Linked DNA regions of Mus musculus: region 2 is linked to region 1. A link is a contact called in public Hi-C data. All regions are on one chromosome and are shown on one strand. Each heading gives the region's core, a stretch centred on a gene start, on an enhancer-like site or on the middle of the called end of the contact. The rest is flanking DNA. Distances are from core to core; before and after follow the strand shown.

Region 1 (6,177 bases), core at 1,116-3,615:
CACTTCTACATCACAGTCCGTTATGGAAGAAAGCCAGGACAGGGACTAAGCAGGGCAGGAACCTGGAGGCAGGAACTGATGCAGAGGCTGTGGAGGGGTGCCCTTTACTGGCTTATTCAACATGGCTTGCTAATATCAAACCTAGGACTACCAGCCCAGGGATAGTGCTATCCAAAATGGGCTGAGCTCTCCTCCATCAATCAGTAATTAAGAAAATGCCTTAGGGCTGAAGCTTAATGGAAGCATTTTCTCAATTGGGTTTCCCTCCTCTCAGATGGCTCTAGTTTGTGTCATGTTGACATAAAGCTAGCCAGAGCAGACCCACTCCTTTCCTGATTGGTAGCCGTTAAGGCCAAGGACTATACTACTATACAATTATACTACATTTTATATATATATATATATATATATATATATATATATATATATATATATACATACATACATATATATATCCACAGTATATACAACTATACTATATCATATATATAGTATGTACAACTAAACTACATTATATATACAATATATGCAACTAGACTACATTAGTATAGTTCTGCACTTTGGAGCTACACCCACGGCCTCAGGATTATGCTCTTGTGGTCCAGTGCAGCTTGGAGGTCGATTTATTTACTTCCAAGAGTTCCTTTTTGTTATCAGAAACCTCGCTTCCTAGTTAGTGGAGTCATATAGATTTCATTTTCCTCCACTGGAGCAACATCTTTTCCTTAACTGGCCAATGGAAGGGGAGAGAGAAAGATACATTGAATCATGGAGTTTCTCTTGCCCTTTGGGGGAAAAAAAGAAATTCATGGTTACATTGTTGAAAAATGGTTCTTGGCTTAAAATTAGAGGCCACATCATGTGTGCTTTGGGAATGATCCCACATAATCTGCAGGTAGGTCAGCACTTTTGGAAGGTTTAATAGGGCTGGTTTTCGGTTTTCTTGTCAAAGCCCTGTAGACACTGGCATGATGGATGTAGATTCAACCATGCATCCTGGATGCAGTTAGGGATCTACATAGAGGTGGGGCCAGGGAGACCGCCCAGAGCAGAGGTGACTTCTATATTCCATTTTCGTTTCCCTCACAACTGAATTCCAGAAAGGATGCAAGCTGTTAGGGAAGGGCATTTCATCTGCGTGGAGTTATGCATTGTCAGCGGACTGCCTGAGGCTGGCAGGAGCACCTTGTATGGCAGGAGGAGGACTGAGACTTTCCCTGAAGCACCTTTGTCCTCCCATGTCCTCCCTTTTCAGTCTTTCCTCCCTGCCCCTTGCTTTAATTTCAGGGCCAAGTGGCTTTGGGAACACGCTGACTTGTTCTTTCCCTATTCTGTCTCAGTCTCAAGGAGGCATAGATAACCCAAGAACCTACAGCCTTTGCAGCTGGGAGAGCTTTGTCCTAGACACAAGGCAGTTTAATTTCCCAGACGCCCCCGTGTGATGAACAGAGAAAGTCAGAGTGGCTACCCATTTTACAGTTAGAGATGCTGAAAATTAGAAAAGCTGTGTTGTCCATGGGGACTGGATTGTTCCTACTTCTGTATCATAGGACTTGGGAGGGTGGGGTGCCCTTTAAGGACAGAGGATAGTGTGAAGTTACACTTGTGGAATTTCGGATAAAAGCCCCTCTGAGCCCCTCTGGGCCTCCTGTCCCAAACAAGTGGAGGGGAAACTGCTAGAGCCCTGTACTGTGCTCTTCCTCCAACTCTTTCTTGCCAGAGTCTAGGGTGTGTCCTTCCTGCCTACCCTCTCCTTTCTGCAGTGCAGTCCCTATCTCCACCTTCCTCCAAATGGAAGGCTGCTGAGGCAGGGGAAGCCATGGGACAGCGAGGTGGAACCTCACAGCTCCAGCATGCTGCTAGTTTATACCATTTATCAGAGGAATTGCAAAAAGAAGCAATGCGGTGGTTTTAATTACTCTGCATAGAGCAGGCTATCAAACACCCAGAGCGTTAATTACAGACTCCACAGCCAGGATGGACAGAGCGTGCCACAGCCTTGTCTGTATCCTTACATTCAGTAAAGCCATCTCCACCATCTCCAGGTATCTTCTAGGGCATCCAGGAAGGAGCGTGGAAACCACACCACCAGTCTTCCTCCAGGCAGAGGGCAGATTGCATAGGAAAGCAGGGCACAAGGGTGGGAGAGATGGGGCAGAAGGGAGAAGTTTTAAAGACTTTGAGGAAAGAAAAATGAGTGTTATTTAGGGAGCCCATCTAGACCAAGGTTCACAAATAGTGGCTCTCCAAGGTTGGCTGCTCTGCAGACCGTTTAGTGAAACGTTGACAGATCTGGCTGCACATTCTCCTCATGCCTCAGGACAGCTCTTGTGGAGTTGTTCTCTGTGAGTTGTTCCCTGCAAAAGGCTGGAGTCCAAATCTAGGAATTTCAAGGTTCTTAGACAAAGAGTCCTGCTTCCTGCTCAGAGCCCATCTGTCTGCTGGCTGGTTCTTCTCTGGACATTTGGGGCAGGTCCTAATTGATGCTTGGCTTTGTCTGTCAAAGGCATTTGGACTCTCTTGGACTCTCACTGCCTCTTCCAAGAGTTACCGGTTTGCTATTTATTTATCTATTTATTTATTTAACCAGCAAATGCACTTAGCTCGTGAGTTTAAACCATTTCCTGACAGGCTTTTATAGTGCCTTGGGACAGTGAACACAGATTTTCCCATGTTCCCCCAGTTGTCTCTTGGGGCTCTGTACGTGAGAACTAACTTGTGTAAACTTAATCAAGTATCTTGCCATCGCTGGAATCACAGGATATTGCTATGCTTTTCAGGAGGCTGCCACAACCTGCTGGTTGATGGACCATTTTAGCAACTGCACGGAAGGCCACATTATCTTTCAGAAACAGAAACGCCATCAACTGGCCTGCAGCATCCGACAGGACCGGGGACCTGAGGAAGGCATGTTTTTTCTTAATTGCCTAGAGATGCCCATTAATAACTTTTAACTTTTTGTCCTTTTCCTTGGGTGATCTACAGGCTGTCAAGTCTTAAAATGAGAGTGTTTTCCTCAGGAGGAAACAAAGCTTTTGAAAAATAATAATGAAGATGCATTTAGAATTTGCTTTTTGGAGCTGTTTGGCGGTATTGATCTGGGAGCAGACCCAAGGCATGCACACGTTTCTCTTAGAGATCTCAGTCACTTGGAAATCGGGGCACTGAGATAATTGGAAGGTGAGGCTGTAAAGGCTTTCAAGTGGGGATTTTTATTGCTGGTGAGTATTTAGTGCAGAGGCCCACTCTGCCCCTGCAATCATGCGAACTGGGATTGCGTCTCCCAACAGTCAGAGAGCTCAGTCACTCTCATGCTTTTTACTTGTTGATTATGCATAGTCAGTGAAGTTGAGGGGCTTGAGGTAAACCTTCCATTCTGGAGGCACCTTGCATTGCAATATGCATTGCATTGCATCGGTGCCCAAGTTGTTCCCCTGCCTCTGCCTCAGGCCATGCAGCATTAGGGAAATCCTCTCCTCTAGGTCTGGAGATTGAAATCCCGGCTTCATGCATGCTGTGGTTATTACCTTTGTACTGCTGTGATAAAACACCCTGACTGTAGAGACATCTAGAAGGAAGAGTTTATTTTTGGCTCACAGTTCTAGAAAGATTAGAGCCCCTCATGGTCATGGCCAGGAAGCGTGGTAGTAGTCAGGCATGGTGGCAGTAGAAGATGAGAGCTCATGTCCTCAACTGCAAGCAGGAAACCTGGAGGGTCAACCTGAAATTATGCAAATCTCCGAACTCTCAACATGATATACTGCCCCGTGATACTGTACTTCCTAAGACTCCTCCAACATCACCATCCATTTGGGGACCAAGGATACAAGTGGCGCCTAAGACTATGGGAGACATCTCACTCAAACTACCATGCTTAGCAAACTCCCTAGAAGTCACTTCATTATTTTTAGACCTCAGTTTCTTCTGCTGATCCACATAAAAGAAGGGAAAAAGCTTGTAAATGCCCTCCCCTCAATATATTTACATACAGATAAGTTCCCACGGCAGGGGAAGATGAACGTCTCAGCTCAAGGAGAGAAAGATCTATCTCCAGCAGATTGGATGAAGCCTACCTACGTTGGTGATGAAAGTTGTTTTTGCTCAGTCTATATGGGTAAATCCTAACATCTGGAATCATCAGAAATAACATCTAACCAGCTTCCTCAGCATCCTTTATCCAGTAATGCATAACACTGGATGCTATGCACAGTGAGCTATTGCTTCATTTAGCTTTGTCCATATAGAAAACAAAATAGGCTTCTTTTCTGCTCTCCAAGTCTTGGTCCATCGTGGAATATGTAAGCGCTTTTTAGAGTTCCTTGGCTGGGCTAATGAAAACACCCAGGGTTTTTTGGCTGGGCTTTTGCTGAACGGATGCATTTCCAGTTCTGGATGTTCTGGATGTTCACCACCATGCAGAGGAGAAGATGTTATGAACAGATCCTAAAAGCATGGGCACAACCCTGCTGGCTCTACTTTTCCATGTCCCCAAGTTGTCCCAACCATCCAGAACTCAGTTAACCCCGGACTCAGCCAAGTACTTTTGATTTCACTGGTTTCTCTTGAGGTGGGCATGGTTTGAGCCTTTCCTATTGGCAGAACACACTTATGACTTGAAGGTACAGATCCTCCTGGCAGAGGAGAAGGCATAATCTTAGGTGTGGTGCTTGGGAGCTCACATCCATCTGGTGTTTAACACATAGTCGAATCCCTACTGTGTGCGTAGAAGGTTGGAGGAGTGCTAAGCACATGGAGATAGAAGTTGGAAACAGGACTCAGTGTTGCTGTTTTGGGAAGAGATCAGGAGGGATTAGTTCAACAGGTGGAGAAGAAGCCATGTTCTTCATCAGTTCGCTGTTTCCAGAGGAAACAATATTTCCTATGTCTTTCCCTCAGCCTCTTCCTAGTTCATCTCATTCCCAGCATACAAATGACACTTCAGACAGAGCTGAACACAAGGTACAGCAGCTGGGTGTCTGACCCATGCAGTGCTGAGTTGTGTGTCTGGGACCTTTGATATGGGGCTGGGTGCTACACGGTCACTAGCTTGGTAGTGCTTTAGAATTTTGATCCAGGTCATAGCATTGGGTGACACCAGGACAGTTCTGCTCCATGCATAAGGGAGATGAAGGAAACCAAACTCCATCCTGGCCTTGCCCCTCTGTCAAGGACTTGAAATTCAGGGATACAATCATGAGGAGGCTGTTTTAAAAGTGTTTTATAATACCTTGAAGGAATGCAGTTGATTGAAGACCAGCCAAGGACCAGTCAGATCACAGATCTGTAATTATTGCTTTCTTCCTGAAGAGATTTAAAGTGGAATTAAGTGATTAAAAGAACCTAATTGCTTTTGAGCTCCCTTTATGACCCTGGCAGGTGAAGCTAGTTTTGAAGAACTACTTTTGTTGTAGCCTGAAAGGAGGCATGGTAACCAAGGCAGGAGGTGGGACAGGCAGGCCGGTGGCTGCAGCTATGGCTGGTTTTGCCCTTCCTGGCTCTTAGATATGAAGGCGATCAGAGTTGTGATTCTGTCTTTTGGTAAGTGGGAAGGAAGATAATGGGAATATTTTAATAAGTCCTAGGAGAACCTTGAACCAAAAGCCCCAGTAATAATGTGATGTCACTGGTGTGGTATGATTTTGGATTTGAAGATGGCAGACTTGGGTTTGAATCTTTGACTACTTCGTGATAATTCTGTGGGTTCATATTGCGCTTTAACTGGATGCGTGAGGTAGCTTTTCAGGGCCTTCACAACTGCCTTCCAGGACTGTCAGGATGAAGCGCATTCATTTCATGGAACTACAGAAAGCAGCATCAAATGGGGGTTCGGTATATTTTTTTCTTAGAGCAGTTGTAATAAAGGTACCATGCAGAGGGTGACTTAGCAAAATACATATTCATTCTCTGGATATTTATGAAGGCTTGTCATTGAAAATCTAAGTCTTAGGACCAGGGCCTTTCTGAGGACTCTAGAGGGACATCCTTTTTACTTTAACTGGCAGCAGCAAGCAGTCCCTGGACTTATTTACTTTGTCAATGCAATCTCCTGTCTGCCTCTGCTGTCCCCGCCCCCCAAATGTCACCTGGCTCCCACCCTCACATGACAGTAGTATTCAAGTACTGGTTTCCTTATAGATATTGAACCGGTGTTCACCCTGCTCCTGTAGGATCTTATCT
Region 2 (5,802 bases), core at 2,099-4,598, 440 kb after region 1:
ATGGGATTCTGGTTCATGGGATTATCAAAAGGGAACCTGAGGCAAAGACTGAACTAATATGTAAATAAAAATCTTGGGTTTTGATCTGCAAGAGATCAAAAGCTATCCAGAGACTTTTTAGAATAGCAAGAGAAAGCTGTCTTGATCAGAACACACACACACAAACACACACACACAGAAAGAGAGAGAGAGAGAGAGAGAGAGAGAGAGAGAGAGAGAGAGAGAGAGAGAGAGAGCGCAATCTGGAAAGTTGTCTCAAGCAGAACATAAGCTATCATCTTGTAACCCATGATTTGACTTTGAGGCATTTGTTTCCCTGCTCTCAGAACCTCTTCTCTTGGAACCCCTCTCCAAGCTGAGGCTGGTTCTTGGCAAACAAAGGCGAAGCAGCAGTGAAAGAAAGAAGAACATACATTTTCATAGCCCTCTAGTAGTTAATTGAAGGACAGAATCTGCTCTAGATTGTCCTTTGGGAAGGGATGATTTATTAGAATACAAAGACCCGTGGTTCTAGCTGGCATGGTGGCACATCCCTTTAATGCCAGCATTTGAGAGGCAAAAGCAGGCAGATCTCTGAGTTGGAGGCCAGCCTGGATGGCACAGAGAATTCCTGTCTTGAAAAAAAAATATATATATGTATATATATATTTTTTTTTTTGGTTGAGATCCCAGGACAAAAATAGCTATTGCTCCCCTGGTCCCAAGTAGCAGGTAAATAGAAGGTCAGTGCTTAAGCCTTGGATGCCAGGTCCAAGGGGCTATTTTGTTGTTGTTTTGCTTGTTTTGTTGGTTGGTTTGTTGCAAGAGCCAGATGCGGCCTGAGGGATAACTTCCAGAAAAGGAAAATAGACTCTGGAGAAATCCACATTTTCAGCTGTTTATTCAGCCTTCTTGTGTAGCATATGCAGGAAGCTTCCCCAAAAGCCACATTACAGGGATGGAGGCTCCATTCTCATCTGAGCCAAGGAAAGACAGGGGACCCCAGAGAGACTGGATCACCAATCACCAATCTCGTATTTCTTAAATACGTGTTTAGCACAGGAGGGAACAAAGAGATTGCTGCCAATAAGCACGTCGAGTAGAGTTCAATATTAAACTTTTAAAAGAAACTTTTATTTACTAAGGTTTTATGATTTTTTTTCATTTGCAAAATCCAAATCATAATGCAGGAAAAATTAAATGAAAATCTTTCCTAATTTTCAATTGTTTCATGTTCTTCAGTATTAGAGCATATGACTTCTTGGGTGTGGTAATGGTTTTTCACCCAAATAGAGCTGGATGTGTTGGCATACATTTCTGTTCTCAGCTCTTGGGAGGTGGAGGCAGGAGAATTGGGAGTTCAAGGTCATCCTCAGCTACACTATGAGTCCAAAGATACCGTGAACTTCTTGAAACGTATCTCATAGAAATCTGAATATCAGAGCCAGTGAGGAGGCTCAGCAGGTAAGGGGTCTGGCTGCCAAGCTTGACAGCTTGAGAGGTCAAGAGCCAGAACCCACATGGTGCAGAGAGAACGATTCCCTCAAGTTCTCTCTCAATCTCCACATGTGCACTTTAACGAGCCTGTGTACCTTCCCACAAAATAAATATAAGCAAAAACAAACAAAGATAAAACCAGGGATCACCAAAGGTTTGCAAGCTTTTGGAAATTTGGGAGCATTCTTTTTCTCGGAGCTTCAATTAGCTGGGATGCCAACGTAATTGAAACAAAACCTCTCGACTGACATGCACCAGTAGAGCACTCTTTAAACGTCAGCTGGGAAGACTGGTCATGGCTCAGTGGTAGGATCCTTGCTTAGCATGCTCTTTCTCCAACACTGCAATGGCAAAAGAAAAACTCTGTGTCAGATTTTTGTCCCCTCTTGCAAGTTTAGAGCACTCAGAGTTCACCAATTACAAGACAGGTACTTCCCAAATGTGCTCCAAGCAATGGCAAAGTTCTGTAAAAACTTCTATCCTTTATTGGTGGATCCTTCAGGTACCTAACATTCCTGTCTGAACCTTAGCATGCCACTGGAGCTAGTAATTTTCTCCAGCAGTATGCTCTGAGCCCACACTTGGGATACCTGACCATGAGTAGCCTTTGCTAATAGCACTACCAATCTGAATTGCTTCTATCGTTTAAGGTACAATAGACAACCTATAGTTTCCAAACATCACAATGTTACAGTTTAAACTATACAAAGTTCTTTAACATGGATGATATATTCTAATCAGAAAAAAATTTAAAGATTTGCCCTCTGCAAGAACAGGAAGCACTTTAAATCCTCAAATCATCTCCCAAGCCCCAGACATACATTTTGAGATGGAGTTTATTATTTCCTTTTCTATTTTCAAAACAATAAAATTTAAAAGGTGGTCCTATATTCATGTACATATGGTTAGTACTAGTTGGTCTTAGTCAGGAGGAGAGGAGGAGGAGGAAGAAGAAGAGGAGGAGAGTGTGAGGGGAGGGGAGAAGGAGAAGGAGGAGGAGAAGTAGAAGAAGAAAAAAATGAAGTTGAGAGGCAGACACATTGCAGGGTTATAGGGAAAACTGAAGGTTGGGGTGGATATGAGTATATTTCATTCATGCTTGTATGAAATTCTTAAAGAACAAAAATGAAAAAAAGTATCCCCAAAGAGAGACAAAAAAAAAAAAAAGAAAAGAAAAAAGTAAAGAGATTTGAGTAGGACTATTCATACAGTCAGTAGTGGTCACAGAACCCTGACCCTACATGGTCTATTCACAACGTCCCCTTCACTGCTAGTATAGTAGTTCTCTGATTCTAGATGACTCTTTTTGTTCATATTTGGTATCTCTAAATCTCTCATGATTTGTTAGCAGTATTTGTCTTTCTTTGTAATGTCACACATTCCAACAACTTTCTTAGGAAAAAAATGCTATTCTAGATTAGATGGAATATTGTCTTTAGTGAGAGTTCACTATACACCAAGAGTTGTGCTAGGTCCTAGAAATGAACTTTGAGAAATGCATGTCCCTCTCTGCTGGAGTCCACAGTTCTTTAGCCTGAGTGGTGATACCTCCCCGGTCTCCCCTGCTATGGATCACTTACTGTGTGTCCCACAGGCTAGAAGCATAGGTCTTCTGTAGCTCTGCTTATAATCTTATGAAGACCATCTCAGTAACTTTGATGTACAGTCATTTGCCTGCTCCTGGCATTTGATGTTTCTGTAAACTAAGGTGGCTGCTTATGGACCCTTCCCACAGTGCCTGTTGACATCATCACACTCCCCCCAAATAAACACATTGAACCCTTTCTGCACAGCTATCATGGTATTAACAGCAGCCATAGGCTCAGATGGAGGAGGGGTCTGGGTTGGAACTGTAGTCCTGGCACTCTGCTAACAAACTGGCCATCTGGATCTTCAGTTGGCTTGCCTTCGAGATGACCGGATTAGAGGGGTAGACTCCTGGTATCTCTCGACTTTACTGGCATTAAGAACAAGTCAGCTATGGCTTGCTTTTGTTGTTCTACCGTGTGATTCCAGTTAGAGATTTCCATTCCACAGACGCTGGTATCCTCATTAAAGACGATGACAATAGTTGTAGAGAAAGTGGAACTGGAGCAGCTCACAGCAGCAGAACAGGGGCAGCCTCGGTGGCCATTCATTAATCACTGCAGCAACATGGACAGAGGTGGCTGTAACTAAAGACTCTGCCCTCTGGCTGCTGGTGGGACACGGAGAGCGTGGGGAGATAGGAAAGAACGTGTTGGCCAATAGTGTTCTATTGCCGTGTTAAGCAAATCTTAGCTGGCAGACATAGAAACTGGAAGTTGAAAGAGAGATTGTTTTGACTTTAGCTATGGATATTTCAATCCAAATGGTGGAAGGAGGCAGACAGAGGATGCTGAAGCCCCGGGCAGTCTCCTTCTTCTCATTCCATCTGAGTTTCCAGGCTAGGGACAGTACCAATCACATTCAGGCTGGGCTCTCTTCCCTTATTTGACCCTCTCTAGAAACACCCACAGACACAGTAGAAGTGGGCCTGACCTATCTTCCAGGTGTCTCTCAATCTGCTGAAATGAAGAATCAAGAAGAACCCTCACAATTTCAGGTTTTCACCTATGGCCCCTATACCTGATTTCCTGTCCAGGGCTGGCCTGGTAGCCAAGTGGGAGTCTGGGGTGAGGGGCAGCAAACTTACCCTGTGGGTTGGATCCATCCATATACAGTCTCCTGACACCTTTCTAGAAGTCTCAGAAAGTGCCCCCTTATGCCCATCAGGATTCAACTTCATGCCACAGCCCGCCATTCTCTTTGTGTTGGCTGGGAAGGTTGAAGTGAGGGGGTTTCCCTGTGTCTGCACCTTCATCTGAAATCACGTTCCTAGACAGTGAGCAGGTGGTTCCACTTCCTTCTGCACATCTCCAGGAAAGGCCCAGGCCTCAGGCAGTGGACAGACCTACCTACATGCCTGTGGAGGATTCTAGATAATTTATACTTAGGGGATTCCAAGTCACTCACCCTTCTGTTATACCTGGGACTCGGGCAGAAGACAGGACAAATCAAAGAGACTAGCTTTTCCTAGGTTTCTCTCTGGTTATGGTGAAATGACTTATAAGAGATTAGTTTTTCCTTGGCCTTCACCCCCATTACAGAAAGGAATTATGATAAAAAAAATAACATGATTCAGTGAATTCTAAATCCACCAAAAGTGGTGAAAGCAACACAGAACTGGAGTTTTCATTTGGAAGACAAAATGGAGGATCATGAAAGAGGCATTTAACACTGGGACAAATCTACAGGAGTGGTAGCATGGAAATGGGTACTGTGTATGTTGGTGTAAGATGGTACTCACAGGAATGAACTACACCACTTTTTTTTTATGAGCATAGATGAAAATACAATGCAGAAATAACATCAAAGATAGACAATAATACAGAGATACTGGGTCTCTCATATCCTGAGAGGAGTCTGAAAACATTGCAGCCATGCAGAGCAACAATGTAAGCATGTACGAGAACAGTAGATACACAATTACAAGGCAAAAAAAGCAGTGGAGCACAGGCACAGCTGCACACAAGGAGAACTCTATCTAGGAGCCTGCATGACACTTCTACTCAGTATAGCTATACACTGGAATGACACAGTGTTTTCAAAGGGTGGCTGGTTAAACAGACTGTGGCCATCCCTGTCTTAAGATAACACTCAACAGTGAGAAGTAATAAACCATTGCTATCTGCCATGTTTTGAGGCTGCACTGAATTATGCTAAGTGACAAAGCCAGTCTTGGGAGGTGGTTGGGGGACTGTAATCGGACATTTTCAGAGTAGAAGTCTAAACAGGGACCAGCAGCTCAGCACATGGCGAGGCCTTCTCTGCGCTTGGTAAACGACAGCTTCTTGCTGCAGCCTCATTGGGAAGAGGTTGGCAAATCCCACGAGACTTCCTTCAGTGAGGCTTTCTCCTGTGTAATAGTACTGCCCTCTGTACGTTGTCGTATTGGTGATTCGGGTTGACCTATGGATTTGTGACTAGGAGAATATTCAGGACAGGGCAGTTTGTCAGCATGACATTCCTGAAGTGATAATGTGGCACCGGAGCACGTGAGCATGAGAGGTTGGTGGGGAGAACAGCGAGGAGCCTTTTAAAGATTTATTTATGTACATGCATGTGTATATGAGTGGCAGGAGAGTGCAGTGGAGGCTGTCAGATCCCCTGGAGCTGCAGTGACAGGCAACTGAGGGCCACCTGGTGTGGGCTCTGGGAACAGTCTCTGCAAGAGCAGCAAACTCCCTTAAGTGCTGAATGTTGTGGAACTAGACCCATCTGCCTCCTGACAGTGAAGCCTGTACA

What was found. Hi-C and Micro-C count contacts between places; a contact is called where the count stands out from the background.
Region 2: a contact with region 1 is called in a Hi-C map of cerebellum, with 1.5 times the contacts expected there. The contact joins two enhancer-like sites. A contact is called at or near these places in 2 of 39 promoter capture datasets (the C10 cell line and hippocampal neurons), 2 of 484 Hi-C or Micro-C datasets (cerebellar granule neurons and cerebellum) and 1 of 9 other capture datasets (embryonic stem cells).

Annotation. Positions count from the first base shown.
Region 1 is chr8:23,726,261-23,732,437 of GRCm38.p6, forward strand. All of the region lies in intron 1 of Zmat4 (zinc finger, matrin type 4), which reads left to right. Among named protein-coding and RNA genes, the nearest start is that of Zmat4, 60 kb to the left of the region's middle. Within about 2 kb of position 2,366, at least 2 of the 459 cell types and tissues checked have an H3K27ac peak or open chromatin away from gene starts, as enhancers often do. A contact at or near this core is called in cerebellum, where this site is marked.
Region 2 is chr8:24,164,448-24,170,249 of GRCm38.p6, forward strand. No RefSeq gene overlaps it. Among named protein-coding and RNA genes, the nearest start is that of Gm51564, 120 kb to the left of the region's middle. Within about 2 kb of position 3,349, at least 1 of the 459 cell types and tissues checked has an H3K27ac peak or open chromatin away from gene starts, as enhancers often do. A contact at or near this core is called in cerebellum, where this site is marked.